Linked DNA regions of Gossypium hirsutum: region 2 is linked to region 1. The links are chromatin contacts, called in public Hi-C maps. All regions are on one chromosome and are shown on one strand. The core of a region is the stretch at or near the end of the contact, and the rest is flanking DNA. Distances in the headings are between cores, read along the strand shown.

Region 1 (3,384 bases), core at 527-3,026:
TTCTAGAGGAAGAAACTCTTTTACAATGCTTAAAGCAAGAGTTCTTTCCAATTTAAATTATTTATTAATAAATTTCCTATTCTCGATCCTTGGTTTCGACAAAAGTTTTTCAAGTTTTGTCTTCATCACTCTTCGAATCACCTTATTGAGAACTTAATGAGCTTCTTGAAACAAATCCTTGTATGGAAGATTTAAGATTAATTTTCACTTAATTGGAACCTGATTTCTAATGGGACCTTGAGGAAAAATTAGCTTTTTAAGGGTGATATCAGTTCAGTTTGGTCGAATTTTTTAGAGTTTTTGAACTATTCATCATAATTCGGTTTGGTTCATTTTGGTTTCGATTTTTTCATATTAATTTTTAGCTTTAGATCTTTAGATTTATTTCGAAAAAATGAGCTTTGTTTTATTATTTTTGCATACTATATGATAAAATTTTAAAGTTTTTTTATAAATATTTCTAAAAGTAATAATCTTTTAAGAACTTTTAAGTTATTTTTATTATTTTAAATATAAAACATTCATTTTTATATTATAAAAAAATAAATTAATTATATATTGAATAAAAAAAATATATTTGAGTTCAGTTTCGAATAACTATTTTAAACTTGCATTTCATAAACGTTCAAATACCTTAGTTCGTTTTGGTTTTCGATTTTTCTTACTCAATTCTTAATTCTTTTTATTCGACTTGACTAGATGAAACACTTTGAGCATGCGTCAACCCTCTTTTATATTTTGTGCCCTCACCCGTCTCCACAAATTTATCCAACTTTTAAACCTAGCCATAAGTACGTTTATCTTGTTACCCAGTATCCAAAACTCATTCAATTTGTTACAAGCTTTACGAGCATCGGGTAAAGATGAATACCTAATAAATTAAAAACGTCTACCACATCTACTTCTCTTCAATGGAATAATTAATAGCATCCATAACCTTGCCATGATCTTGAAAAGCAACCAACAATTCCTTCCAAATGCATTTTCTCCAAGAGATTATACAAAAATAGTGTAAAACAACTTATGCTCCTCAATCTATTTTTAGCATTTCCTGGATTAGATCCTGTTCTACAATATGCCATTTGTCAATTACATCTCCATGTGGTGGCTAAAAAAAACTATATGTCTATATAGTATGTGATACAGAGAAAGATATTATTTTGTTGTTAGATACAAAGCAGGCCTTCTTGCTGGGGTTAATCAAAGATTTGGTTTTGATTATTCAGAACCATTCGATCCATTGCTACCATAAGGTTTGTACTTTATTAACACTGCTTATTTTTAATATTCATATCAAAATTATCCATATCATAAATATACATATGTTTACAATTTAATTTAATATATTTTAACTATTCTCCATGTCATATCCAAATTAATAGCTAAAATAATAAAAAATTACACTTTAAAAGAACTTAACAGATCGTTTTAAAGTTTAGGGATTAATACAAAGTTTTGGCAATAGTTTGGTGAGCTTTGATAGAAATAACCAAGAAAAACAAATGCAATTTAAAGAATATTTTTATTATTGAAAATGACCCTTCCTTCTATCCATTTAATTTGATTTATGTTGGATATTGTTCTAACTTCATTTTCTTACAAAACGTTAATATGTCCGTACAACAAAACTTGGATCTTGTCTTTGTATTTTATGTTATCTTTGTAGATTCTTTAATATTTTTTTCTCTCTCTTTGTCTATATATACACACGCAATTAACAGCACTTATCAACTAACGTTATAGATTTATTACAATTTTGTTTCCATTATCACATTGGCATGTGAATGTACTTCCCCGGAGCGAAACCCACGTGAGTTTCGCTATACCAAGTCAGAAGAATCCTATATTACTCTTCTGTAAAAGGATAATCTTTTTTATATATAAAGCTAAAATTATACAATAAAATATACAAGAATTCCAAAATAAAAGGAATAACTTCTATTTTATTCCAAAGGTAAGTAATATGAATTTTTCAATTTGACTAGAAATATTTATTGAATATTAAATACAATTAATGTACACTTTCATCTTTAAGATGCCATCTAATACATTTAAATTTTGAATTTAATTTTTTTTAATTTTTATTTTATCGACATTTTTTTGTATTAAGGTTAAATCATAAATTGACATATAAATTTTTTTTTCAAGTTGGTTTAAACCGTTAATTTTTTAAAAAGCTTAATCCCATAAATTAGCACCTAAGCTCTATATTTTTTGCCCTTATTGGTAGCTAAATATTTTTTTCCCACAAGTAGTAACTAAACTATTCTTTTGTTATCCATTTTACACAAAATATTATATCTGTTAAAAAATTCCAACCAAAAATAAATTTTCACATCATATAAACTTTAAAAATATTTTTTAATTCTTTTATTTTTTCTTTTATATTATTTAGTTTTTCTTTTCTATTTTTCCTCTTTTTTTCTTCTTCTTTTGCAATACTAGCAACGCTTGAAATTCACCCTCATGGGGTTGAGGTGCTGGCGAATAATTCTATTTTTGAACCTCATCACTTCCTTGCTCGACTTGACAAGATCGAAAATGTTATTTCATTGATCGGAACGGCTTGTCGGACTAGTAAGATCGGGAACCGGTTGAGATATTAGTCAAGAGATAGGGGTTGAACTAATTGAGCCACAAACCAATACAAGCCTGTTGAATGAAGCTAAGAAAAACAATTGGTCTGATTTTCTATTTTTTACTTATTTTTTATTTTCTAAATTTTTAATAATTTATTTGATTGAATCGGAAGAATGGATCAAATCAAGAATTCGTGACCTGTTTGGTTAGGCCATTTGTCTTGTTCTAAAGAGAAAAAAGAAACATTATATATAAAAGAGAAAATAATGCTTTTTGTCTTTTTTGCCACATTTTTTATAGAAAAACAAATAGACTTAAAGATTTGGTTAACAAAGATACCAAATTGAGAAAAAAAAAACAATAGTTTAGATACTACTTGTAACAAAAAAAAAGTTTAAATACCAAAAATGAGAAAATGCATGGTTTAGTTACAAATTTATGGGTTAAGCATTTTCTTAAATACACTTAACAGTTTGACCAACGAAAGTGAAAAAAATATATAATTTAGATACTAATTCAGGAATTAATTTCTCTTTTACTTGGTGTCTTTTTGTCGTAGCTGTGTAATCTTATGGGAATTTACATTTGGTAGATTTCAAGCTAATATATATGGGGAATATGTCACGGGAAACATTTCTGAATCGAATAGTACTATAAAAAGTATAATAATTATTTGATATTTTCCCACATAATATATATTTTCTGAATCGAATCAGGTGTTTATAAGATAAGGTTATTGATCATCGAAATGACGTCTTCGGTAAGCTCTATGCATGCCAACATATATACTACTCTGGACTTAAC
Region 2 (3,333 bases), core at 671-3,170, 220 kb after region 1:
TATACTGTTGCAAATATACCATTTTGGCAAATAATAGTATTGACATACCATTTAAGTATTTAATTTTTTTTAGTATTTTATATGTAAAAAATCCCATTTTTTAGCTTAATTTTTTAAATTTTGAATTTGTTTATTTTAATTAATTAAATTTTATAAAAATATATTTTAAAACTACTTCAATGAATTTTTGTACTAAATTTTCTCAATCTTTTATACATAATAAATTTAAAAAGTAAGAGTTCTATGTTGAAATTCTTTTACTATTAAAATTTAATATGTGACCAATTTAGTAGGCAGTATTTAAAATGAAATATGAAAAAAAAAATTGGATGTTAAAGTTTAATCATTTTGAAAAGTAGATTGAGTTGTAATTTAGTTGGTATTTTGAAACAATTTAGTTTTTTTTAATTGTTAAAGTTATAAATCATTTCGTTTTTAACTTTTTTATTTTTTTAATTTTTTAAAAAGTTTTAAAAAACGAATATCATTTTCGAGGAGAGCTGAAAGGTAGTTGAGTTTCCATTTCCCAAACTGTTAAAAAACAAAAATAATTCTTTTTATATTTTTTTTTCTTTTCATTGAATCTTTATGAGAAGGTTGTAGTTTAAATCTGTGCCAAAGTTTCAAGCAAAAAGAAAATAGAATTTTTATTTGAATATCGTCTCTTAACCAATTTTTTGAAAATTATGCTTTCGAAAATTGAACACCATTATAAGTACATTTAACATGCATTTCTCAATCTCAATCCTTTAAATCCTTAGACCACTCAAGAAATTGAAATAATAACATACGGGTAATTTGAGTATACTGAAACCCATTATCTTTTATTTAAAAATTTGAGAGGGGCTATAAATAATTTTAGACATAGTATCAAAAAATAAAAACTAAAAATTAAATTCAACGAAGTAAATAAATAAATATATATTTCTTTTGAAAAGGAAAGGAAAAATTCCATTCCTCCCTTTTCCTACTTTTTAAGAGGATTGATTTTCAACCTTAACTCATGGGTGATGTGGCAAGTTCTGAGATCATAGGTCTCACTTTGAGAATAGTGGTCCCTTCAATCATGGAGGCATTTGAGTTTGCATAATCAACACGAAAGGTAGCTAATTTGCTACATTATGCATATCTAAGCTTTCCGAATACGTCCACGTGGCTGTTTCTTAGCGGCTAGATGAAGTCTTTCCTCATTCAGTGTACCAGTTCATCGTTGACAGTTATTCCTTTCCAGTTTCCACCCATATGCCTTAAATTCAGTATCTTCGTTTCTCTACACATTTCTCAAACTTGTTTACCCAAATCAATAAATTATCCTTAAAATAATTAAAATAAATTTGTCTTCTTCTTCTTCAAATTAACTCAAAAGTGATATGAAATTATATAAAAATAATAATTAAGTGATAAGAGAACAAAAATTATTTATTTTAAAAAAATAGGTATTGACTATACTTATTTGAATTCATTTCATTTTATAATACGTTCTAAATTCATGGAGCTAAATCAAATATTTTCAGCAAGAAAATGTTTTATATATTAATATAATATATTTAAATTTTATTTAATAGAGTGATAAAATCAAAGCTAAAAAAATACTTATATTTAATTCCATTAAAAGTTACAACATTACCGTGAATAAGAAAAATCTCAATCCTTTAAAGGTTAATATTCTAAATGAAATAATTTACCTGTTTGGATTCTTCCTAAGTTACTGAAAACAACAATTAATCCCCAAAGCAACAAGGCCACGATTAAAAGTAGTAAATAAAAAACCCTTTTCATCATCAGGTAATGATGGCGTGGCATAATCTTATTGGAGAACAGCCAAAGAGGTGAAAAAACAAGATGAACCTCTAAACACAGAGGATCATCACCGAGGAAACGGAGGAAAAAGTAACGACCGAATATAAACCGACACGAACGGTCGAAACATCAAAGCATGATTTTGATAGCAGCACCTAAATTTTCTCTCTTTTTAATTTCTTTTATTTTCCCCTAAATTTTCTTTTCAGTTTTCGAGTACTCGAAAGAAAATCCAAACGAACAAAAATAATATTTGGATTTAAAAAACCTGCGATAATCGAGCCAAAACGACTCAGATGAATGAGAAAGTTTTTGGTTGTTCTCAATTGGTTTCCAAAGGGACGGAAATCAATGAGGTTCCGTAGTCGGAACTACATCAATTCCTGGGGCAAATTTTTCTGGTTCGCTGCTTTCATCGTCTCCACTTTCGTTCTTTTCAATGGCTTCTCCTACTCTAACTTTCGCTTTCTTTTTGGAGGTAATTTTGTCTATTTCTTTAGCTATTTCTTTTGGTTTTTTTATTCATCAGTAGCTTACTTTTTTTTATTATTTTTTGAATTATGTATTTTAAAAAAAAAACAGAAAGATTCGAGCCTGTGTTGAAGTTCGCACGCAAAACTCCAACCGCAAACGCCATCGTGTCTGGCGAACATCCGGTAACTCAGATACTCTCGGTTCGTGAAACCGTTTTGCTCCCCGATCAAGTTATACTTTTCCTAAAATACCCTCGGTCGGCTCGTTTATTTACCAAAGAGGAACTTGACTGCGTGTACCTCTCGGTTCATAACACCTCACCCGTGCCGCGGCTTAAGCAGTCGCCGGCTCGTGTTGATACGGAGCAGCTAGGTGAGCAGATCGTACGATGTCCTAGTGGCCCACGTGGACTGCTTATAACGGTTGGTTCAAAGTCAAATGGGGTCTTTCCAGCTGGTCCCACTCACTACTGGGACTCGCTTGCGTACGAAGCTTTGGTCGATAATGATAATACGACGGTCGTTTTTGTCAAGGGTCTTAATCTACGGCCAGAAAGAGTCTCCAACGCATCAAGATTTGAGTGCGTGTACGGCGAAGATTTTAGCAGGCTAAAACTTGTGTTGAGATCAGAGGTTTTATCAATAGCTCAAGAGATCGTACGGTGCAGAACGCCTTTAATTGTTTTGAATAGTCAAAAAAAAGTCAATAGCTCTGTTAAGGTTTCAGTTAGGATCAAGGGTGGAGGAACATTACCTTCCATAGCTCGATTGGGTTTCTTGTCGGATTCTGGTCGTGACCCGTTACCCACCCGAAAACCACACGAAACCTGCATTTGCACCATGGCACGTAACCAAGCGAGGTTTTTGAAGGAATGGGTCATCTACCATGCCCTAATCGGGGTACAACGTTGGTACATTTACGATAACAACAGTGACGACGACACTGATCAAGTCATCGAATCGTTATTCAACGCCGGTTACAACATCTCGAGGCACATTTGGCCATGGATCAAGACCCAAGAAGGAGGTTTCTCTCATTGCGCCTTGAGAGCCAAGGGTT

What was found. Hi-C and Micro-C count contacts between places; a contact is called where the count stands out from the background.
Region 2: a contact with region 1 is called in a Hi-C map of leaf, with 2.1 times the contacts expected there. The contact joins the promoter of LOC107892206 here to the enhancer-like site in region 1. A contact is called at or near these places in 2 of 34 Hi-C or Micro-C datasets (both in leaf).

What each region holds. Positions count from the first base shown.
Region 1 is chrD09:10,898,770-10,902,153 of Gossypium_hirsutum_v2.1, forward strand. No RefSeq gene overlaps it. Among protein-coding and RNA genes, the nearest start is that of LOC121221442, 20 kb to the left of the region's middle. Within about 2 kb of position 1,777, at least 4 of the 9 cell types and tissues checked have an H3K27ac peak or open chromatin away from gene starts, as enhancers often do. A contact at or near this core is called in leaf, where this site is marked.
Region 2 is chrD09:11,117,476-11,120,808 of Gossypium_hirsutum_v2.1, forward strand. It overlaps LOC107892206 (glycosyltransferase family 92 protein RCOM_0530710), which reads left to right and starts at 1,921. Exons shown (of 8, transcript XM_016817222.2): 1 at 1,921-2,278; 2 at 2,383-3,333. The coding sequence starts at 2,101.